7 separate regions of the Mus musculus genome follow, and regions 2, 3, 4, 5, 6 and 7 are each linked to region 1. A link is a contact called in public ChIA-PET, Hi-C, HiChIP or PLAC-seq and promoter capture Hi-C data. All regions are on one chromosome and are shown on one strand. Each heading gives the region's core, a stretch centred on a gene start, on an enhancer-like site or on the middle of the called end of the contact. The rest is flanking DNA. Distances are from core to core; before and after follow the strand shown.

The links. Hi-C and Micro-C count contacts between places; a contact is called where the count stands out from the background. ChIA-PET counts read pairs in DNA pulled down with a chosen protein or histone mark. HiChIP or PLAC-seq counts read pairs in DNA pulled down with a chosen protein or histone mark. Capture Hi-C pulls out chosen DNA fragments and counts their contacts.
Region 2: a Hi-C map of double positive thymocytes shows a contact between it and region 1, with 7 times the contacts expected there. The contact joins the promoter of Slco4a1 here to the promoter of Arfgap1 in region 1. A contact is called at or near these places in 3 of 39 promoter capture datasets (cranial neural crest, embryonic stem cells and pre-B cells), 3 of 484 Hi-C or Micro-C datasets (double positive thymocytes and embryonic stem cells), 11 of 115 datasets of contacts at active chromatin or transcription factors (CD8 T cells, bone marrow-derived macrophages, embryonic stem cells and 5 more) and 2 of 9 other capture datasets (embryonic stem cells and liver).
Region 3: a contact with region 1 is called in an RNA polymerase II ChIA-PET map of memory CD8 T cells, with 12 read pairs. The contact joins the promoter of Lime1 here to the promoter of Arfgap1 in region 1. A contact is called at or near these places in 5 of 39 promoter capture datasets (the SN4741 cell line, embryonic stem cells, liver and 2 more), 2 of 484 Hi-C or Micro-C datasets (CD4 T cells and uterus), 4 of 115 datasets of contacts at active chromatin or transcription factors (bone marrow-derived macrophages, effector CD8 T cells, large pre-B cells and 1 more) and 2 of 9 other capture datasets (macrophages and pancreatic islet).
Region 4: an H3K27ac HiChIP or PLAC-seq map of microglia shows a contact between it and region 1, with 6 times the contacts expected there. The contact joins the promoter of Mrgbp here to the promoter of Arfgap1 in region 1. A contact is called at or near these places in 14 of 39 promoter capture datasets (the 3T3-L1 cell line, cranial neural crest, embryonic stem cells and 9 more), 1 of 15 datasets of contacts at CTCF or cohesin (the NIH/3T3 cell line), 19 of 484 Hi-C or Micro-C datasets (CD4 T cells, CD8 T cells, the G1E-ER4 cell line and 12 more), 11 of 115 datasets of contacts at active chromatin or transcription factors (bone marrow-derived macrophages, effector CD8 T cells, embryonic stem cells and 5 more) and 3 of 9 other capture datasets (adipose tissue, liver and pancreatic islet).
Region 5: a promoter capture Hi-C map of adipose tissue shows a contact between it and region 1. The contact joins the promoter of Stmn3 here to the promoter of Arfgap1 in region 1. A contact is called at or near these places in 5 of 39 promoter capture datasets (cranial neural crest, embryonic stem cells, liver and 1 more), 1 of 484 Hi-C or Micro-C datasets (uterus), 6 of 115 datasets of contacts at active chromatin or transcription factors (bone marrow-derived macrophages, embryonic stem cells, microglia and 2 more) and 2 of 9 other capture datasets (adipose tissue and macrophages).
Region 6: an H3K27ac HiChIP or PLAC-seq map of regulatory T cell precursor shows a contact between it and region 1, with 5 times the contacts expected there. The contact joins the promoter of Gmeb2 here to the promoter of Arfgap1 in region 1. A contact is called at or near these places in 6 of 39 promoter capture datasets (cranial neural crest, erythroid cells, hippocampal neurons and 2 more), 5 of 484 Hi-C or Micro-C datasets (CD8 T cells, Th1 cells, muscle stem cells and 2 more), 9 of 115 datasets of contacts at active chromatin or transcription factors (acute myeloid leukemia, astrocytes, effector CD8 T cells and 4 more) and 1 of 9 other capture datasets (adipose tissue).
Region 7: a contact with region 1 is called in a promoter capture Hi-C map of adipose tissue. The contact joins the promoter of Helz2 here to the promoter of Arfgap1 in region 1. A contact is called at or near these places in 3 of 39 promoter capture datasets (the 3T3-L1 cell line and liver), 1 of 484 Hi-C or Micro-C datasets (CD4 T cells), 8 of 115 datasets of contacts at active chromatin or transcription factors (the SCID.adh cell line, bone marrow-derived dendritic cells, effector CD8 T cells and 4 more) and 2 of 9 other capture datasets (adipose tissue and liver).

Annotation. Positions count from the first base shown.
Region 1 is chr2:180,965,537-180,968,657 of GRCm38.p6, forward strand. It overlaps Arfgap1 (ADP-ribosylation factor GTPase activating protein 1), which reads left to right and starts at 1,689. Exons shown (of 14, transcript NM_145760.3): 1 at 1,689-1,793; 2 at 2,066-2,278.
Region 2 is chr2:180,454,659-180,457,779 of GRCm38.p6, forward strand. It overlaps Slco4a1 (solute carrier organic anion transporter family, member 4a1), which reads left to right and starts at 1,587. Exons shown (of 12, transcript NM_001355218.1): 1 at 1,587-1,715.
Region 3 is chr2:181,379,808-181,382,928 of GRCm38.p6, forward strand. It overlaps Lime1 (Lck interacting transmembrane adaptor 1), which reads left to right and starts at 1,428. Exons shown (of 5, transcript NM_023684.2): 1 at 1,428-2,507; 2 at 2,680-2,737; 3 at 2,809-2,896; 4 at 2,992-3,121. The coding sequence starts at 2,410. It overlaps Zgpat (zinc finger, CCCH-type with G patch domain), which reads left to right. Exons shown (of 6, transcript NM_001048148.1): 5 at 1-372; 6 at 568-986. The coding sequence ends at 706. It also overlaps a transcript of Zbtb46 not described here.
Region 4 is chr2:180,579,558-180,582,678 of GRCm38.p6, forward strand. Mrgbp (MRG/MORF4L binding protein) reads left to right here and starts at 1,665. Exons shown (of 6, transcript NM_028479.2): 1 at 1,665-1,980; 2 at 3,054-3,121. It overlaps Gm30144 (a long non-coding RNA gene), which reads right to left and starts at 2,311. Exons shown (of 5, transcript XR_001783605.2): 1 at 1,279-2,311.
Region 5 is chr2:181,312,899-181,316,019 of GRCm38.p6, forward strand. It overlaps Stmn3 (stathmin-like 3), which reads right to left and starts at 1,602. Exons shown (of 5, transcript NM_009133.3): 1 at 1,296-1,602. The coding sequence starts at 1,314.
Region 6 is chr2:181,286,415-181,289,535 of GRCm38.p6, forward strand. Gmeb2 (glucocorticoid modulatory element binding protein 2) reads right to left here and starts at 1,552. Exons shown (of 10, transcript NM_198169.2): 1 at 1,470-1,552.
Region 7 is chr2:181,240,570-181,243,690 of GRCm38.p6, forward strand. It overlaps Helz2 (helicase with zinc finger 2, transcriptional coactivator), which reads right to left and starts at 1,458. Exons shown (of 19, transcript NM_183162.2): 1 at 1,397-1,458; 2 at 1-502. The coding sequence starts at 429.

The DNA.
Region 1 (3,121 bases), core at 439-2,938:
ACATGTAATACTGACCTACACACCAAGTGCATATACACGCAGGCATGCATTTACATATGTATGAACAAGTACATACATACCTTCACAAGCTCACATGTACAAAATGTACTTCAACACACCTAGCTTGTGTAGGTCTAGCTGTTTCCTCCCTGCTACCTTCCCTGGGAGCCAAGGAACCGTTTGGACCATGCTGGGCCACATCGAGGGTCTGAGCTCAAGGCCTTGACTACTTTTCTGTTATTTATGTTGTAGTGTCATCTGAGCATGACATGATCATCACCACTGAGAGGCACAGTCACCATGGCTGCCCTCAGCCAGAAAAAAAAAAAAATAAGCAAAGCAGCCCAACAATGGCTAGATGTGTGGTAGTGGTGGTGAGGCCATTAACACATCCTCATGATAAAAGTAGAATCACAGAACCCTTACCGGAGGTTCCAGCCACCATTTTCTTATGCCCTGGGCTTCACATGGTTATGTGTATGTGTTTAAGTTTATAGGAGGTGGAAGGTTGAGCCATTATATCTGGCTTAGATTTTGTTCTTTTGTTTGTAAAGGTAGGATTTCTTTGTATAGCCCAGGTTGGCCTGGCACTCACTCTGTAGACCAGGCTGGCCTGGAAGTCAGAGACCTGTCTGCCTCCCCAGTGCTGCAATTAAGGAATTTGCCACTTATGTTCTTAGTAAGCTTCCTGTCCCCTGCATTTGGCCACTACGTTAGCCTGCAGAGGGCAGGTATGAGTTCTGGAACATCCTGGTATACATAAGAGCCTTTCTCACAAAAACAGAAATGCCATGTTATGAAGCTAGGTGGGGTGTCTATAATTCCAGAACTCAGGAGGCTGAATCGAGTTCCAGGCTAAATTAGGCTATGATGTGAAAGTCTATCTCAAATAACAATATCAGGCTGTGGTTAAGTGACTTAAGGCTACGTTTTTTGTTTCTCTCTTTACACAAAGCTCTAAACCTGTGAAAGAAACTCCAACAGTGGATGGAGAAAGGGATCCACTGTCCCTTGAGGTCCCAACTGTATGGATCTGAATTTGATAAAATGCCTCACGGTAAGTTTCGATGCAGGTACGTTTGATTTGACCTCAATAAAACATTGACTTTTGGCCAATTTGAAAGTCAAACGAGCCGGGCGGCGATGGCTCACATCTTTTGATCCACTCGGGGGGGCAGAAGCAGGCGGATCTTAGAGTTGGAAGCCAGCTAGCTCCAGGGCAGCCAGGGCTACACAGAGAAACCCAGTCTCTTAAAAAATAAATAAACAAACAAGTAAATAAAAATAAAAAGCCCAAGCAAAACCGTCAAAAGGCCAATGAGGAAGGAATTAGTGACACAGGGCGGCCCAAAGTGAACACAAAACTAAAACCCGCCGGCTACTAAATACATTGATTTGACCAGAACTGCTTGCCCAAGTCTATTTTAAACCACGGGTCGGAGTTCGAGTTGACAGAAGCCACGGGAAGTCCCTTGTTCCCGGGCTTGGTCGAGACCGTGGACGCCCTAGAATCCCGCTGGAGATAGCGCAGCCCGGATCCATCTGCGCTGCCCTGCCGCACTGCCCACGCAGAGGCAACCCTGCAAACCTGGCGCTCAGCCGAAGGTTTAGACAGACCGGAAAAGAAGCCTCGCCTCGGGCTCGCGCACAGAGGCGGAAGTACCGCCTCGGAGGCCTCCCATGAGCCCTTGCAAAGCGCGACGTAGCCGGAAGCTGCTGGCGGCTGGTGGGGGGATCTGAGCGCCTAGTCCAGCTTGGCACCTCGGCCGGACCCGACCTCCTGGGGGCAGCAGGTGAGTTTGCGGCCAGGACACCGGGCATCCGCGGACCCTCAGTTCCTTGCCCTTCCGGCTCTCAGATCACCCAGTTCCTGGCCCTGTAATCCTCGATTCTGCAGCCCTAGGCCCCTGGTCCCCCAATACCGTGACTGTCCGACGCCCCCGGTCTTCAGCCCTGACTTACTCCCCGGTGCCTCCCGCGTACCTCCCATTTCCCAGCTTCCTGGCCCCGGGTTCTCCAGTCCTTCGACCCGTGACGTTTTTGTTCCTCGGACCCCAAACTCCAGGATCCCAGTGTGCGGCCGTCCAGACCCCCCCTCCCCTGCCTCCCGGCCTGTGAGCTTTACCGCCCTTCAGCCTAGCGGTTGCAGGGACCTACGTGGCCCCTCAGCGCTCTGGTCCCGAGCAGTCTTGGACGCAGACTGGTTCTGCACTGCCCACTTTGTCGGGAAAGGGCCTCAGCCCTTCACTTCGAAAGAAGATTCTGTCCAGAGGTGCCGGTAAGCCAGGTTTTCTAACCTCAGTTTGTTTGATTTTTCCCTTCTTGGTCTCTGAAGTGAGTCCTCTGCGGAAGGAGGAAAAACAAAACATCTCAACAACAGACCCCCACAGGATCAAGCTTCTAAACTTTTTCTCAATTGTACCTGGCAATAGAATATACTGTATTTGCACTCTTAAGGCACCCACAAGTCAGAAGTAATATACACTGTTCCATAGCTGTGCAATGTTTAGAGCATTGAAGCCCTAACTATAGTTCTGGACGAGGTGATGATCTGATATCGTCTGTTCTTCAGAGTGAAGAAGCATAACTTAGACATGGGTTCTTTGTGTTCTCTGAACGGTTTTTGGTCACCCATACTGTGTAGCCTTAGGGCCAAGCTATGTCCCTAGATGTCCCCTTTGACCTCAGATGTACATCACGTCCCATTTAAGAAGCAAATGTTCTCTAGTGTGACATGTAGCTCACTAAAGTTTGAAATCCTTATTTGCTTCATTATCTACTAGGTATGTCTGCCTGAAGGAAGAGTATTTTGTTGTTTTTTTTTTCATTTCAGCTATTAAGAATTCTTAAGGGTGGGTGATATGGATACCAGGTAGGGGTGCTTGCCACAAAGCCTGACTACCTGAGTTTGATCCTGGTACTCACTTGGAGGAAGGAGATACTCAGCTCCCACCTTCTAGGCTTCTAGGCATGCACTTGTGAGCCCACCCAAGAAAGAAATCTTAAAAAAAAAAAAAAAAGGATTCTTGAGGCCTTCTTTAGGCTGGTTAAACTGAGAGATACTTATTTTCATGTTATTAAGCAACATTTAAGATGATTAATTTGAGCAGGGAAGTAAGTG
Region 2 (3,121 bases), core at 337-2,836, 510 kb before region 1:
GACTAGTAAAGCCGTGTATACCTCATGGTGCCTGGCTGTCTATTCTTCCTGATGTCTTCTCTGAGCAGAGGCAGCCTCAGGTATGGAGGTCAACACCTGGGGCAGTGGAAGTGAAGCTCAGCTTTTTTTGGAGCAGAGACTCACATGTTGACAAGTAGACCCTAGACCCTGAAGTCATCACCAGAGGTTCCCAGGATAGAACATGAGTAGGTTCCGGCCACACCCACTCCGGGAAGACATGCTGATAAATAACAAGTCAGGCTGGAAGAACTAAGCTCAGCAGCCAGTCTCTTCTCTAGACATAAAGGAAGAGCCCTGCCTTAGCTCCCGAGGCTGCATGGAGGGTCTGTCCCCAGGCACCCTGTGACTAGTGATGTCCTCATGAGCTGACAGCAGGGTCCACACTAACTTTACTTTTGTGTAGCCCAAGCTGATCACAGACTCTGATTCCTTCTGCCTTTACTTCCCCTGTCCAGATTATAAACTCTGGATGCCTTGGAGAGTTGGGGAAGGTTATTTTGTTTCTATTGTTTTGCTTTGGTTGTTGTTCTTGGTTTTGTTTTGTTTTATTTTTATTTTTAAATCCAGACAGGATTTTATTAGGTAGCCCAGTGTGGCTCTCCCACTAAAGATTCTCCTGCATCAGCCCCATGTATGTATAGGATTATCGGTGAACATCGCCACACCTGGCTCACATGTATTTTCAATTAAATGTAATACACCCCAAAGGGAGACATATATGGAGAGTTTCTGCCATCGGCTGTTGATTGTCAGTGGTATGATGTTAATGGCTAGTGGCTGTCGGCTGTTACTTGGCTAAATTCAGACCAGCTACTGTTTTCCATTTCCTTCAGTGATGTGTTGGAATCATAAAATTAAAAAAAAAAAGAAAAATAAAAAATAAAAAAGGTTGTTTGCTTGATTTTCTGAGACTGGGTTTCTTTTGTAGCCCAGGCTGGCCTAGAACTATGAAAGTGGGACCCTTCTTCTGCCCCAGCCTTCCGAATACCCACAGGCTTACAAGCAGTAGCCATCACACTCGTATGGCTAATTATCTTAGTTTTACAGATGCGAAAACTGGCCCAGAGGGGTTCAGAAATATGTTCAAGGTCGCACAGCAGAGAACGCCTCAATTTGAAGGTGACTGGTATATTCTCTCTCCATCTCAGGTCAAGAGTACCCGGAACTGGAACCCTGTGGGCTCCTCCGGTGAGGGTGTGGTTTGGCCCAGCGCCCCGTTGCACTGAACTCACTGGTTGACCTGAGCAGAGAGTGGAGAGATCCCTTTGCCGGGCTGGAGCTGTACCCCACGCCTGAGGGGATCGCTACTCGCGCCCTCCAACGCCTCGGTTCCACGCTTGAGCAGGTGGCATCTACGACGCAGTGAGACTTGAGCCATATTTTCCTAGCCTGCAACCTCCAGAGTGTCCCCCAACAGAAAGAAATCACCGCGTGCAAAGCACTAGCTAAGTCCCGCTCTCTGTGCTGTCCCTGACCCGCCCAAGTTCCGCCCCTCCGCTCGGCCCCGCCCCGGCGCGCCCTCGCTACTGTCACCTCTGGCCCCGGCCCGCCCGAGCCTCGCTGCCATTGGTGGCGGTGGTGAGGCCACTACCCCCATCCCTGCGGGAGCGGCTTGGGCGATGAATGAAGCGGGAGTGGGCTGCGCGCGTAGTCCAGAGCGCAGGGCGCAGCGCGGCAGCCGGGTTCGTGGGAAGGTGAGTGCTCTGGGATCTGGACTGCTTTGAGGTCTCGGACCAGGATGGGGACAGGGTCTGGCTCCGTACTAGATGCCTCCTAGGTATGCCAGACTCCGACCTGCTGACGTCAGGAGCGCGGCAGGTGTTTGCGGAGGCTGGACTAAAGCGCGGCGGAGCCCCGGGTGCGTTGTCTGAAGACACATCCCGGGGAACCAATGCGGGGACAGAGTGGGCTCAAGGGAGCCGGATGCAGAATTCACCCCTTCTCACTGCACATGAGGGAAGCTGCAAGTCTGCAGTGGGGTGGGGGAAGGCAGAGCCGCTGCGCTAGAGCGAGAGGGAAGATGGGAGTGGACTTGGGGCGCAGGAAAGCGTGAGGGGGGGGGGGGGACCGCTAGAGCTGTCGGCCCAGGTTAAAGGTTTGCTAGTATACGCAGGTGCGAGCCTCTGCGGGTCTGTTCAGCGACAGATCCAGTGGCTGTGGTGGTTGTTGCTAAGACCGAGGGAAACGTGGAGCACGGAAGTTGCTCACTAGTGGCGGGCTTTGTCCCTACGAGGAGCGCGGATGCCCGGGTCCCTGAGGCCCGGTACCTTCACGCAGCTCTCCGATGCCCCCGGACGCGTGTGTACGCCAACGAGAGTTCGGGTCGCTTTGCTGCCTGATTGGCACGCTTAGCTCCAAACCCGGGAACTCAAGGCAGGGTACCTCCTTCACAGGAGAGGTGAGCATCTGTAGGAAAAATGAGATAGAGACACATAGTCGCACCTTATAGCTTGGGGCCCCAGGCGCAGTGGCTTGAGTTTAGCGTGATGAGGATTGCTGGCCTCCCCCAGACATGGCCTTGGGGTGTTTCTGTCCCAAGGTGTTGAAACTGCCCATTTGTGATGGAACTATCCCAACTTCAGGGCAGTGTTTTTTGTTTGTTTGTTTGTTTTGTTTTGTTTTGTTTTGTAGTTTAGTAAACCAAGGTAGCTGTCTAGTCAGCTGTTGTTAAAGCAGCTTGGGGCAGGTGGACGGCAGGGAAGAGAACACCTGGTGTTTAGCCGAATTATTTATAAATCTTAGCTGTGGTAATGGGGACAGCAGGCGCTGTTTGCTGAGCCTGGCATTTGCTGGCTTGGAGAGGGCTTTGGATAAGAGCAGTCCCAGGCAGCATTTTAAAGTCCCCTTGCACAGAGGAGCAGCCTGGGGCACCGGGATGTTTGGCTTGCCTAGAAATGACACAGGGGAGACCGGAGGTTTGTATCATTTGCCAGCCATTCTCTCTTCAAGAAGAGAGGAAAGCCAGGTCAGAGAACCAGCAGTTACCAGGACAGGACTATGCTGGTGGCCAAAGGTACCTACCTGTTGGCTGTGATGAGGTGCAAGACTTGCCTTGCCTGCCCACTAGGAAAGACCAACAGGTACTACCTGGATAAATTCT
Region 3 (3,121 bases), core at 178-2,677, 410 kb after region 1:
CATCCATGCTGTAGTGTTGCCTAGAGGGAAATCACTGGACCAGTGTGCAGAGATACTGCAGAAGAAGACAAAGCGAGGCCAGGCTGGGTCCAACAGGCCTCCAAAATGCCGGAGGAGTGGTAGTAGACCTGAGGGCCGCCCACCCCCCCGGAATGTGTTTGACTTTTTGAATGAAAAACTGCAAAGCCAGGTTCCTGGGACCCCAGATGCTGGGGTGGATACCCCAGAGAGAAGGAACAAAGACATGTATCACGCCAGCAAGAGCGCCAAGCAGGCTTTGAGCCTGCAGCTCTTCCAGACTGAGGAGAAGATTGAGCGGACCCAACGGGACATCCGGGGCATCCAGGAGGCCCTAACCCGGAACACTGGCCGGTATGTGTGGGATCCAGCTGAGGCAGTATGGGCTCCAGTGGCTATGCCCAGAGGATACCTGCTAAAGGTTACCTGACCTGAGTAGCAGCTGAGTCTGAGGTGGTCTAGATATTAGAGGACAGGCATTGGCTATAGCAGCTGAGGGCTTGGAAGTGGGGAGCCAGGAGGCAATGCTGACCAGCAGGCTCTCCCTAGGCACAATATGACGACAGCCCATCTGCAGGAGAAGCTGGAGGGAGCCCAGCGGCAGCTGGGTCAGCTGCGTGCTCAGGAGGCTGACCTACAGAGGAAACAGCGGAAGGCAGACACTCACAGGAAGATGACAGAGTTCTAGCGGCCCTGCCTGTATTGTGGATAGAGCCCTGGGACCCAGCTCCAAACTGCCTTGGCAGAAAGACAGCTGTCACCCTGATGCCTAAACAGCACCTGGAAGAGGAACCAGCCCCTTCTTAGGATGCCCCTTAATTAGCCTTGTCAGCCTAGAGTGTGAACACTGCTGAGTAGAGGTGGGACATCAGGGCTGATTTTGAACACTTATCTGCCCACCAAGCCCACCTACCAGTGTCTTGGGGTGTCTCCTTAGGACATTAAAGTGATTTCATCACAATTCTCTCAGTGGAGACTCAGCTGGCTTCAGGATTTCTGGGGACACAGGGATCTGTGTAGGTCCTGGGAGTAGACAGGTGGGCAGTGGGAGTACCAAATGAGGCCACTGCCTCTGTCTAGGGTCCAAGAGTCCAAGAGAAAAACATTCTCCCTTTTCCCTTCTCTGACCAAGTGGGTAAGAACCTAAGGTGGCTCTTCAGTCCCAGTACTCACAAGCAGGTAGGGTGTGTGAGATGGAAACACCTTAGGAATACAGTCAGTGAGAAAAGCAGGCAGACCTGGCTTGGGTGGGTTTGGGGTTCATTTCTGGTTTTTGGCTGCCACGATAATCCATCCAGTTCACCTGCTTTGTTCACCTCATTAATGGGTATCTGCCTCATTGGGGTGGAGGGGACTGTGCTGGTCTTTGTGGTAATTGCCTAGTGATAGCATTAGCCATGATGAGGTGTGAGGAGAGCAGAGACTGTGGGAGCAACTGCGCAAGAGCTGTGTGGCTGCTGGGAGGTGCTCTGAGAAACACAGGAAGTGAGGTGAGGCGTCACCAGCAGCCCACAAAGATCTTCCTGGCTGTCCTAGACAGGGCCAAGCAGCAAATCCCCGGTGGCCTCGGTAAGTGCTCCCTCACCCTTTATCCTGGGCCAGCCCCCAAGCCTCTCCATGCTCTGGGGTCTGGGAGGGTTAGTCCCTGCCTGGTTAGGCCATTGATAACTTGGCTGTAGCCAGGTTAGTCAGCTTGGGCCCACTCAGTGAAAGAAGCCTACACTCCAAGCCTGAACAGACAGGCCCTCACCTCAGAAGGCTGTTGTTCACCCCAATTTTACTTACCTTTAACGTCTGGGTGAGACCCTAATCAGCTCTGCAAAGGGTAACTCCAGGGAAGCCCCAGAGCCCCGGGAAGTGTGGAGTAGGGTGGGAGTACGTGGCCCTCATAGCAGCTCCTCCTGTTCATTGACACACACCTCCCCCACCCACCCTTTCTGTAGTGAGTAGTCTAGGAAGATTGCCTGACACAGGGGTCACTCTGTGGGCATTGGTGGCCGGAGGTGAGACCTGTGGTCTGTGGCTCAGAGTCAGAGTGAAGTCAGAGATTCCCCAGGTGATGGGCTTGAGCTCCAGTTATACACCCTTGTTCAGTTGAGGTCATAGCTACCCTGGCCATGCTCCTCTATCTCCATCTCCATTCCTGATAACTAACAGGGATAGGCAGAGCACTTCTTACCAGGAACCCTAGCTAGAGAGGGAAAGGTGGGTCCCCCTAGAGCACGGCAAAAATGCAAGGCTTGGGGGTTTCCGGTGTGCTGAGTCAACCAGGGAGAAGGAACCCACTAGTGGGCAAGATCTGCAAGTAGGCTGCAGCTGTACACTGCTCTCGCAGCCAGCCCCCAGTGCTCATCTCTTCTGTCCCCAGGGCTCTCTTCCCTGTTTCACAGGATGAGGCCACCAGTGCCTTCAGCCCCACTAGCTCTCTGGGTCCTGGGCTGCTTCTCCCTGCTCCTTTGGCTATGGGCACTGTGCACAGCCTGCCACAGGTATGTGCCTGGGATTCTGTCTGCCCTCACCCTGCATGGTTCAGAGCCAGAAGTCACGATAGAGAAGTCCATATGACGGCTCTATATGTGCTTCCACACTGAGCCTGGGCCAGCATCTGACTACCTGTGCACCTTCCTCTGCCTACTAGACTAACAACACTCTTGCCCCCAGGAAGAGAGCTCAGAGGCAGCAAACTGGGCTGCAGGACAGTTTGGTACCAGTGGAAATGGTGAGTGCCAGACTGTCCCAGGGGCCAGGGTGAAGACAGCAGGGAATCAACCAGCCTTCCTTGCTCCCTAGCCACTGCTGAGACAGACCCACCTCTGCTCCCTCAGCAAGTCTGACACCAGACTGCATGAGCTGCACCGAGGCCCACGCTCCAGCATAGGTGAGTTCCTGGGAAACCATAAGTGTAGGGCTGGCTTCAGCCTCCCACCACTAGAGCTGGCCCCTCAGTGACTTCTGCCTTGACTTCATCCCTAGCCCCACGGCCTGCTAGCATGGATCTTCTGCATCCACGCTGGCTAGAGATGTCCAGGGGCAGCACCAGGTCTCAGGTACCCAACTCTGCCTTCCCACCACGGCAGCTGCCCAGGGCCCCTCCTGCTGCTCC
Region 4 (3,121 bases), core at 415-2,914, 390 kb before region 1:
TAGTTAACAGTGACCACCTCCTTCCAGAGACAACATCAGATCCTCAGACAAGCAATGCCATTTAGGAGGCTGGAGATGCACCTCAGTTGGTAGGGTTCTTCCCTGGCATGTATGAAGCCCTGGGTTCAATCCCCAGGATATATACCAGCAGATATCTGCTACCCTAGCACTTAGGAGGTAGAGGAATGGGGACTGAAGTTCAAGGTAATCTTTGGCCACAGAATGAGTTTGAGGCCAACCTGGGATACATAAGACCTTGAATAAGAAATAACAGTTGGTTGAGACCTAGACATGGTCTGGGGAATAGTTCACACTGGTCAAAGTAAACTAGACTGGTGTATAAACTATTAGGCTTGTATATTCATTAAATGAAGGAGAGCATTTCTATGGCCTTTATTTCTCACCTGAGCCCAGTCTGAACCCTTCACACTAGGATCAAGAATCCCAGCACTTGTATCTATCTTGTATAAAAGACTTAAGCAGCAGGAGTCGCAACAAATGAGAAAGGACTTGACCAGTTGGCTAGTAGATATATATCATTGTCTACTTTGTATCTGGGAAGTAAGGAGTCTTGCTACAAAGCTGATTATATCCTGGCCACCTGGAACCACCTGAAGACCTCACGGAGAAGACAAATCTGGGCAAACTTCACCAGCCATTTCTACAGAAAGTTGGTGGTGTGCCACACAGACACCTGCTCCAGACCAAAGAAATCCTTCTATCAGGTTTGAAGGAACCTCTCAGCTCCCAACAGGTGTGAATTCACTTTGAAGCTACGGGATCACACACATGATCATGGGCTAATGGTTTCTCTACAGCTCCTTGTTAGAGAGTGATAATCACAGGAGCGCTACAAAACGAACAAGCACAGCTTCCTCTTAATTCATGCTTTTGGACTAGAGAGCCTACATGTTCATGAAAATAAGAAGTTAGCGTGGGATAGTAGGCGGGGTCTTAGCTGCTGACCTTGATGCTCAGCTACTTCCTACTACCTAACAGAGAGTTCTGCAGAGACCTGCTGTGGCTTCGTGGAGAGAAAGAATGAAGTCATCCTTCTCTCCTAAACCATCCAACCTGTCTATAGGCATCAAGTCTATATTGCCAGTCACGCGTTCTGAAGTAACAGACGGATGTTTGCAAATGTCATGGCTGGTAGGATGTGGTCTGAGTACAGAGATCGCACAAACCAGAGAGGACCAGCTAGGATAGATGAGGTTGAGGGTTACATAGGGAAGCTCCCTGAAGAAGGACGCACTCCAAATTGAAGGAGTATCCTACCTGGTAGGGGTGAGACTAAGGTGGACCGGAACCAGAAGCAGTCAGCAGCAGAGTCTACCATGCCTTAGATATTCAGAGAATAACCAGGATATTATCAATCAGCTCCTGGGCACTTAATATGTGGCAGCTCTTAGGTTGGGAACTTGCTTTATGACATGTCCCAGATGGTAGATTATGCTTCACCCAGCCGTACAGTAACTAAGCCAAGTTCTGCATGCCAACCAAGCAGAGGCAAGGGCACCGCCCCTGTGAGATCATAACTCCCAGCTGCATCATATCCACATGATAGCAGTGACCCCACACCCCCTTATGAAGCTTTATTGGGCCACACCTCCCCTGTGGCATTGTGGGAACTTTTCCACCAGCTACGCTTTCACAGTGGGAAAGCTGAAGCCTGGCCACAGACTGCTGTCTGGCTCTGAGCTCTGAGCTGTCCCAGACAATGAGACAGGTCAGAGCCAGCACCCTCCATGGTTCCCTGCTGTGAGCATTGTCTGGTTACAGGCCTGAATGAGGGGCAAGTGGAGTGTCAGGACTGGATTCAAGGCTTGTGGCAGCCAGCAAGTGATCCTTATCAAGACCCAAGAGTTCAGAGCTACAGTGGCCCCATAGCACAAAGGAGAACAAAGGTTCTCAACATCTTAGTCTGAGAGGCATCAGTCAGAAAAGGGATTCTGATGCCTGGCAATGGCTGAGGAATGGGTAAGTAATGAAACCTGGATGGGTGGCAGGGTAGGACCCATGGCACAGCTGACTGGGGTGACTCAGGCCCAGAAGCAACCATGTTCTTAAGGCTGCTGTGCCCAGCCCTTGGCCCTATCCAATCCCATGTAGAGCTACTAACACCTGCCTGAAATTCTGACAGTCTGAGTTAATCATCCAACCACTTCTGGAGTGGATCCACTGTAGGGACAGAATGGAGGTACAGGTAGGTAGCAAGGCCGACAGGACCTGGATTTCTGTCTTCTGATGCCAAGGAAGCACTTAATTCTGGGACTGTCGTGCACTCAGGTCAGGGCTACTGAAAGATATACAGAGCTTCACTCCTACAAAATGTGATTGTTGGGCTTTAAATTTTTAAATTATTTATGGTGTGTGTGTGCAAGTGTGCATATACCATGGAATACATATAGAGGTTAGAATACAACTTTTTTTTTTTTTTTTACTTATTTTATTTATATGACTATGCTGTAGCTATCTTCAGACACACCAGAAGAGGGCATCAGAACCCATTACAGATGATTGTGAGCCACCATGTGGTTGCTGGGAATTGAACTCAGGACTTCTGGTAGAGCAGTCAGTGCTCTTAACCGCTGAGCCATGTCTCCAGCTCTAGAGTACAACTCCTAAGAATTGCTCCTCTCCTGCCAGCTCTAGGATCCAGGGGTGGAGTTCCAGTTATGGGCTGTGCACAAGGATCTCTATTAGATGGGCCATCTCACTAGCCCATGGGATGTTGTTGTTGTTATTGTTGTTGCTGCTGTTGTTGTTTAAACTATTTTTCTTAAACAGTTTTAGTGAGATGTAATTTACATATTGTACAATTTATCTCTGGCAAGGAGAGACACACCTTCACTTCTAGCTGAGTTCTTTTCCAAATTACCTAACCAGGTGAAGCCCAGATTTTTGGGCCGTGTGTGTCATGCTATGCAGACTTGGCTGACTCAGAACTCCTGCCTCTCTCTCCCGAGAGCTAGAATTACAGGAGTGTGTCACCACGCCCATCTGGTGCATTTTTAAAGCATAAGGTTTGTTCCCTCGCCTTCTCCGGACAGAGCCGTAGGCAGTAAAAGGTTCAACCACCAGGAGTCGCTGCTGCACCGGAAGCCAGTCTTCGCTGCGC
Region 5 (3,121 bases), core at 352-2,851, 350 kb after region 1:
TGGTATGTGAGAGACATTAAGCAAGAGGAAGACGCTTCCCCAGGGCTGATGGAAAGGGGGCCAGGTCTGGCTATAGTACAAAGGTAAGGTTTGAGCCACGGTTTTGGAGCTGGTGCTTAAAGTGTCTTTTACACATGTGGGCCCCTCCTTGGCTGGTACTGAAAATCTCTGGCCTTAAGGGGCGGCTTCAGGGAGGGACCGTGTGATGGGTGGAGTTTGTACCTGGGGCCAAAGCCAGGGAGAACCATGCATTGACCTATTTGACCGAGATCAGCCTTCTGGGCTGAGAGAAGGTAAGGCAGCAAGACCATGAGGCTCTTAGAGGAAACCAAGGTCAGGAGGTGGGTGTCATGCGTCCTGCAGTCTCAGGCACCCAGAAGAAAAAAAAAAAAAAAAAAAAACCCTGCTGAGACTAGGGACTGGGCGGGGCTGTCCAGCTTTAGCCTCTCAGGTCAAGAGTGGAGCCGCCGCAACCATGCAGGGACCTAGTACACTGCTAGTGTCCTTTCCTCCGCCTCGGTTCGACCCTCTATGCAGTCTGAGGTGTGGGAGGCTTCCTATGAAAGCAGACCCCACCCATACCCCGGAAAGGTTTGGAAATGCAGTAGCCTCTCCACTTATACCCAGTGGCGCAAAGGGCGGAGGTTCTTCTGGCTGGAGCCGGTGGCCCTAGCATCGCAGAGGGTGGTCCCCCTGTACAACGGTCACAGTGGGGAATGGAGGCGAGGAAGCCTCGCTTGTCGCAGGCTCCAGTCTCTCTCCGCGCGGTTGAGAGGTCCCCTCCTGTGTCCCTGCGCCCCTCCCCCATTTCTCAGGGACCAAGGTCCAGGCTTCTATGGAGGGTTCCACCTCCCCCTCAGCCCCCTACGAAGACTCAATGACACTGAAACCCAAGGTAGCTGGAGCCTTAGGGGACCTGCTAGCCGAACTGCAGGCACTCTTGTTCGCAGGCATAGAATCCGCAAAGCCGCTCTGCGGCAGTTGCACCTTGGCCCCGCACCCCAGCGCCTGAAGGGGTAATGCCCCGGGGAGCCCGGTTTCATTCAACCCTGTCTAGGGCGCGGCTCCTACCCCGCGTCCAGTAGCATCTCCTCCGCACTTGAGTCCCCTTCCACCCCTTAAGAACTCTGGACCCCCCTTCTTGCAGGGCCAGCCCAGCCTCGCCTTGCACAAGGTCCGACACAGGAAAACGGAGCCAGTAACTTGCTACTGCATCAGGCGAGGCCTCTGCTTAGACAATGGCCTCTGGTAAGACCCACTGCGGTCCCATGATCCCCTAGGCTCCCGAGCCCTACCAGATACGGTGCTGGCCATGGTGCTGGCGGCGGCTGGGGCTTCGGAGGCCGGAGGGATGCGGGCGGTGTCTGGGAGCTGCAGTCTGCGAATGCTGCAATGCTGTGGAGGGGAGGGAGGAAGGGCGGGCGCGGCAAGAGGGGGAGGGAGCGAGGGATGGATGGAGGAGTGGGGGTGGAAGGAAGGGGAGGGGAGAGGAAGAAAGAGAGGAAAGGAGAGAGGAAGGGCGGGAGGGAGGGAGAAGGAGAGAGAAGAGGGAGAGAGAGACAGATCCGACAGACAGTGGACGAACAAACGCTGGCAGCAACTATCAAAGACAAGACAGTGGGAGGAGATGGAGGGAGAGAAGTAAAACGATGCAGTAAGAGGCCTATATTTCATCTGCCGCAGCCATGGATGACACTCCTGTAATATGGCTTTGTGTATCTTAGAGAATGTGGAGATAAGACTCATTCCCCAGAATAGGCACGGAAGGAGAAGGGCCAGAGTATGGGCTTGTCTCATAGTCAGGGTGGGTGACAGAGGCTGCTAGAGGGTGGATGACTTCTAAGCCCCTGTTAAGTACTGAAAGGAAGGGATTCACTGGTTTGCAAAGGGTGACACTGTCCTACAAGAATATCTGGGGTAACTCTGTCCAGAGAGTGAGCAGGTTCTGGTTAAATAAGGGTGTGGTAAGGCCTATGACTGGGATTTGATGTGACCTTGAGTCAGGTTCTAGCACCAGCTCTCACATTCTCTATCTGATGGAGAAAGAGTTCCTAACCTCTCTGGGCCTTTGCTTCTTTGGTATAAGATGGAGCCATAGTGTCAGACTCCAGAAGACAGAAGAGAGATTTGCTAGGGTTGAGTGTATACATGCATATGTGTTCTATTTTCATCCCTGGAGTAATAAAATGTTTTGGTCAAGGGCTGGGAATGGTAGTACATATCTTTCATTCCAGTACTTGAGAGACAGAAGCAAGAGGATCTCTGTGAGTTCTAGGCCAGCCAAGACTACATAGTGAGACCCCGACGGGAAATAAGCTTCATCAATGCAACATGAGGGGAAGAATTTATTTCATTTTACAGGTTACAACCCATCATTGAGGGAAGTCAAGGCAGGAACTTGAAATCAGGTCTGCTTGCTAAGCCATAAAGCATTACCTCTGACCAAGAAACCTAGTCACTTTTACGGAAATGTAGCAGGAACCACGGAGAAGTGCTGCTCTCTGGCTCACAAACAGGCTTATGTTTCTCTGGCCTTCCTAAATAGTTTAGGTAAGCCGGGTGGTGGTGGTGCACACCTTTAAGCCCAGCACTTGGGAGGCAGAGGCAGGTGGATTTCTGAGTTCGAGGCCAGCCTGGTCTACAGAGTGAGTTCCAAGACAGCCAGGGCTACACAGAGAAACCCTGTCTCAAAAAAAAAAAAAAAAAAGTTTAGGTAACAAGCTGCCTAGGAGTGTACTGCCCAGCAATGAACAATCAAGACAGTCCCCCCAAAGACATGGGCACAGGTAAATTTTGATCCAGGAAATTCCTCAGTTGAAATCCCTTTCTTGTGTGACTCTAGGCTGTGCTAAGGTGACATTAAGGCTTACTGGGACAAGTAGGGAGCACATGATTTGCCTTTCCTGACAAGACAGCCTAATATCTAATGGGCTATCTCATCCACTTTTGAGATGGAGTCACTGAAATCTAGACAAAAATGGCTTGTTTCACAAACATTTAACTCATAAGGCTAGAAGTAAAATTCTGAAAATCCTCCAAGACTTTAGGAAGAGGAGGCAGCTTACAAAGGCAAAAGTCAGGGGCAAACCTAAGGACCAGGTGTACATGGAGCCATCCTATT
Region 6 (3,121 bases), core at 302-2,801, 320 kb after region 1:
ACCAAGAAATATAAGCTGACTAAAACCAAGGATGATCGCATGGAAACCTTCACAAAGAAAAAGAAGCAAGAAGAAACTAGGGGCCATTTTCCAAAATAATCACAAGCTATTAAGAATGAGTCCTACCCAGAGGCAGGTAGATTTCTCATCATCTACAGCCTCATCTACAAAGTGAGTTCCAGGACAGCCAGGGCTATACAGAGAAACCCTGTCTCTAAATAAATAAATAAATAAAGTCCTAGGTTAGTTCCAGGTCAGTCTTAAATATTTTTTCCCCTCTCTCCTTTTGTCATTCTGTATGTCTTGGAACTCATTCTGTAGACCAGGCTGACCTTCAACAACATCTGCATCTGTTTCCCACATGCTCGGATTATGGCCTCAGTCTAGATACTAAGACTGTCTAGGAAGGCAGGGAGGAGGGAAGATGAAATGTAGGGACTAGTAAACCTTACCATAAGGCAGGCCCATTCCATGAGTTGGTCTCCTGGCACAGAAGGGACACCTAAATATCTTTTCAGGTAGGTCACAAAGTGGGTTAATCTATGGCCTAGGTTTGTTTTTCTCAGTCACATACGCACATACACTGACATGTTTGTTCTTGGCACTCTCCATTTTATATCCAAATGGTATGTATGTATGTGTACTCCAGGATGTCTTCCCAGAAAGCTTTCCATATTTCCTATGAAGAAACAAACTAGACAGGTAGTCATATTATCGATTTAATTTTAACTTATTAAGAATGATAATTTGAAACTGTTGGGTTTGAAATGTTTTCAAGACAGAGAACATTGGCTCAGCAGTGAAGTAACCAACTAAATACCTAAAAATGTCACCAATCGTGACTAAAACTGGGCCAACCGATTCGGTTCCCAGCAATAAGATTATCCACTCAAAATAATTCCCTCCAACCACACAGTTCTACAAATGGGTCCCCATCAACGTGGTTCCCATCTGACAGGTCCACCCTGACATGGTTCCACTGATATCAAGTACCTATCCTGATGATCCTGGCCTCTAGATTCAGTTCCAAGCCAGGGGTTCAGCAATACGGGTCCCACCCATGAGTCGTTCCCAATCTTTCCACCCGCCCTCAGGAACCCGACCCATCTGGTGCCCACCGATGGGTCCCAAACACCACCACTCCCGCCTAACCGCTCCCCACTCCTCCAGCCCCTTCCGCCTCGGCTTTCACGGACGACCCGACCCTGCCTCTGGCGAGGCCAAGATGGAGGCCGGAAGCGAGCCGCCTTCGCGAGCCCTCCCGCCAGGCGCCCGCGCCCGCCCGCCAGCCTGACGCCGCCGCGCCTGACGCCGCCGCCGCCCTCGCGCGCCCGCCGCCCCTCCCCCGGCCTCCCCTCCCCCCGCCGTAACGTCCTGACGCTCCGCAGGGACCCCTGACTGGACGGCGGCGCGTGAGCGGCGCGAGAAGCCTCGCCGCGGGGGTGCGCGGGCGCGCCGATGCCGCTTACCTGGGCCCACACGGGCCTGCTCCGGCGCCCGGCTGTGACGGGTGCGGCGGCGGGTGGTGGCGGTGGCGGCCGCAGCCTTCGCTCCTTGTTGGGGATTCGGCGGCGGCGGCGGCGGCGGCGGCGGCTCGGGCGCGCGCTTCCTAGTGACGCAACACCGAGGCCGCGCACGCACGGGCCGGGCGGGCCTGGAGACTTATTTGGCGCCCAGCGCGGAAGCGAACAGTGTGGTGAGATACTGCCCCCGTAGGACTCTTGTGCGCCTGCGCGTGTGGTCTGCGTGCCTGCCCAATTAGGTGTTCTGTGGTTCAGGCCGAGGTTTGTAGTCCTGGCGTTTGGGCTCCACTAGGGAACCGAGTATCCCAGGTGTGTGCTTTGCAACCCAGCCTCGGCCTTGCAGTGACACTGTCCTAAAACTCATGTGCGGACGTTCTTAACCATTTCTGACAGAATCGTGTTTCTTTTTTTTAAAATTGAAGGCATTGCGAATTTGCTTTTTCAAACTACTCAGTGCGGAGCGGTGTTTTCACGAAGTTGACCAACTGACATTGCAGCGGGTAGTCCAACATGATTTAAACTTTTTTTTTTTTAAACGGACTCGCTATGTAGATCAGACTGACTTGGAACTCAAAGAGCCCCGAGTTCTGAGATTAAAGTGTGTATCACCATGCCCGGCCCATTATTTAAAGTTTTAAATGAAATTTAAAAGTTAAGTGTCGGGGTTGGGGATTTAGCTCAGTGGTAGAGCGCTTGCCTGGCAAGCACAAGGCCCTGGGTTTGGACCTCAGCTCTGAAAATAAATAAATAAATAAGACAAAAAGTTAAGTGTCTTAAGTATCTTGGAGCCATAAAAGTCTCATGGAGGGCCTTGGGTGCCCGAAGAATTTCTTTTATTTTTCTAACTTGTAGGGAAGGTCGCGTATTTAAGGTAACCAACATTTATTAAGTTCCTTACAGTTGAAAGCCAAAGACAAGCAGTTCTTGTGTGGTTCAAAGGTAACATCAGGTCCTGTCAAAATGAGACTTGTTTATCTTGGCCCTGGTGGAGCCTGGGCACCCTGTTAGACATTGTAGTCTTGGCAGTAAAACCCTTACCTTCCCCACCACCCCTTGCTTTCAAGCAGCTGAAGACAGCCAATTCTAAGTGCCAAGCCAGCTCTCAGAATGTGATCACTAGAATTAAGGGCTTCAGGATCCCTGCTCTGCCCATCTTAGAATCCTTAGAGTAGAAATGGATGTCTGCTTGGACGGGAACAAGAGTTCACTGTTAACAGGGTGGCAGCTAGAATGGGAAACTAACAAGCAACATTTTCACGTAATTAACACTGTAAATAAGAGACTTGCACTTTCACTCTGAAGGAGATGAGGAAGTCTTTGTCATTGCTGTTTGTTTTGGTTATGTGAGTTTGTCATTGCAAAAATAAATGCTAATGAGATCAAATGGTCTGGCTAGAGAAGAGCTGGTGGCCAGTCTGAGCATTTGTTCAGGGAAGCTGAAGAATGTAGAAGACCACCACCATCGTTGGAGGCATGCATAAGCTCTCCCAGCTTGAGTCTAGCAGATGTAAAAAATCAGCTTCCCCAGCCTGCTCAGAATTACAGATTCTGATTGCCAGTGCCTGAGATTAGTTCTACTGTAGGCAACCCTCATCAGT
Region 7 (3,121 bases), core at 208-2,707, 270 kb after region 1:
ATCTGGGGCTCTGGTGCCCTGCACAGCCTCTTTCAGTTTCAATCGGGGAAGGTTGTTCTTGAGCTCAAATGTCCAGACCAGTGCCTCCTCAGGGCTTCGGGCAAAGGTGCATCTATTCCAGTGACGCCTACAGCCCAACCCTGGCCTATAGTAGTGACAGACTTGATAGCGCATAGGCGTTGGGAAGCTAGGCCTGCGGCCCACCTTACGCCAGATCTTGCTCTCTGCTGCTTGCTTGAAGCGGGCCAGCAAGATCTCCCTGGGGCAGGTGTGCTCTACCTCACGCAGAATGTAGGTACTCTCATTGAGGCACTGGGTGCAGCGGGAGCAGCCCAGGTAAAGGTCTACCTTAGCACAGAGTCCGGCTAAGGATGGCCCGTTGGTGGCGGATGTGCTGGCCGACCTCAGACTGCAACCCACGGATGCCATCTCGGACAAAGGCCAGGTCCTTCAGGATTGTGAGCCAGGCTTCTGGGCAGCTGCTGTACTGAAACCGTCAGCCCTGGAGAGGTGATAGGACAAGAGAAGCAAGTCAGCCCAAGGTCAAGAAGGACCTACACCTCTGTCGGGTGTAGGACAGAGACTTCTGCCCAGTCTTGGCTTGTTGGGGGAACTCTAACTCAACCTTTCCTCCTGAAAGGCCTCTCCAAGTCCTGCCCAAGTGGCTGCTGGAAAAAAAAAAGAGTTGGGAGGCCTCAGAATCCTCCATCTGGTAACTCTGGGGCTCCTGGCCGTCTGAAGAGAGTACCCCCTTTCTTGAGACCTGCTAGTTGACTGCTGGGACTACTATAGCCCACCTGGACTTGGCAACAGGAGCCTCTGAAGGGGAGGACACAGCCTTGTAGAAATTCCGCTCTACCCAGGTTGGATAGCCCTCCTCAGAGCTCCCATAGAGATGCCAGAAGGAGAGGCAATGCCCAGAGCCCAGAGTCTTAGTTAGTACCACCACCCAGCAAGGATGGGCGAGAGAACAGCTAGCTCCCTGAAACACCTAGTCAGGTCATATCTCTCTCTCTCTCTCTCTCTCTCTCTCTCTCTCTCTCTCTCTCTCTCTCTCACTCATACATGCCAAGCAAATAATCTATTACTGACCTATACCCTAGCCCTCTAAACTTTCAAGGCAATCGTTGAGGTACAAAGATTATGTTTTAAATGGAAAGAATGAGCAACAGGCAAAGCCTGCAGTCCCTCCCTGCACTCCTCTGTGGAGTTTTCTAAGTCGTCAGAGCTAGAACCCCATACCCGGCAGCTGGAGAAGCAGGAAGAGGGGTCCATGGAGTTGTCCGATGCTAGGGTCTGTCTGAGGCCACTGATCTTGCCCATTTGCAGGCAAAGGGGTGGTCTTCACACCTCTCTAGGTGGCCCCTCCAGTCCCCAGCCACCACCCCATACTCACCCAGTGCACCAGCATCGACTTAAGAGTAGCGATCAGTTTCGTTTCTGCCCCTGGGGCGACTCAGAACTCTGACGACAGAGCACGGAAATTACCTCACTGCCCCCCCTGCCCCGCCCCTGCCCCGCCCTCAAGTGATAGCCTCCCTCCCAGACCTGGCGGAGCTCCCTGGCCCTAGGAAGATTTCCCCCACTCCCCACCTCCACAGTCCCCTTGAGGTCAACACAGCAGGATTTAACCTGGCCCTTTCCCGGTCCCTCCCCCTACTCATACTTAGACGTCTGTACTCTCTTGTGTGGGAACCGTAAGATGAGCCCCAGGGTAGATGGCTTTAGGATTAAAAAAAAAAAAAAAAAAGCCCCTATTTGGGAGTGGGAGAGCCTTTGCCTATAGAGCCTTGGGAAATTTACTCTGGGTGCTATAGCCAAAGGCTAGGGTCCTTGGGAGCAGGGCCAGACAGGCAAGGAACAGAGAACTCTATGCTGGGGCAGGACCTGTTCCTAAAAGGCACTAGACTTCTTCCTTGAAGCGCTAATAATTTTAGTCAATGCTGTGCCTGGCATGGCCCCCGTGGGGACAGAGTGACATGGTTCCTACCCTTGGAATAGGGTCCTGGTGTGAGCCTCCAGGAGTGTCAAATGGCTGCTGTGGGCATAAGGCAAGTTTGTATAATAATGTACATATTTCACATTCCTTCGAGGAATGTCCTCTCTGTTAACATTAATGACTCCAGGAGAATTAGAAACAGCAGAGTCCAGGAGTCGAGGATGTGGCTATGTCTCTGCAAAATGGTAAACACTGGAACCCTCAGGACAGCCCTTGAGGCTATGGGAAAGAGCTCTAAATACGGGAATTTGAAAATATATAATTTCTTAACTATCCAAAAATATAAGGATGCGATATGAATTATGAGGGGTTTCATGAATTTAAAGGAACAGAGACAGGTACACAATGAGCCAACTTGTCGCAAAGATACAAAAGCATAAGGCATGCAGGTTCCTGAGTTTAAGGTCAGCCTAGGACAGAGCAAGGTTAGACTCAGGCGTGATGGAAACGGTGCATGGTGGAAATAATTTCAGGGCAGGGTCCCAACAAACTAGCATGTCATCTAGGCTTAACTAAGGCAGACAGATCTCTGAATTCTTTTGCAATGTTAAGAGAAAATGTATGTTTGCTGTCTCTGAATCAAAAGGTTGGGGTCACAGGACGCTGATTAATAGGATAATCAAAAGAGCACCTGGAATAAATAAGTGAATTGATATGGAAATTTAAAAACTGGGCTTTTGGTCTGCATGAGATGAGCTAGCAGAATGGAATAGCAGTTCTTTGGAATTTTCTCTAGTGATGGTTAAGCTACCTGGAGATCTCTGGAGAGCAAAAAGAGCTCTTCAAGAGGTTTTTCTTAACAGGATTTCTGACTTGGTCTGAAGATCCAAATTTTATTTTCTTTTTTAATATAGCAGCTTTTCTGGTCTTTCCTCAACACACACACACACACACACACACACACAGAGAGAGAGAGAGAGAGAGAGAGAGAGAGATCCCCTTAGACCTGACTAGGTGTTTTGTTTTCAGGGAGCTAGCTACTGGATATAGCTGCTATCCAGACAGCTTTTAGAATTTTTACTAGCAGAGAGAGCTATCTCAACCAGAGTGTTTTTAGAATACCAAGAAATACTAGAGCAGTGCAGAACTCATGAGTGCAGAGCTCACAAGTGTGCACGAATA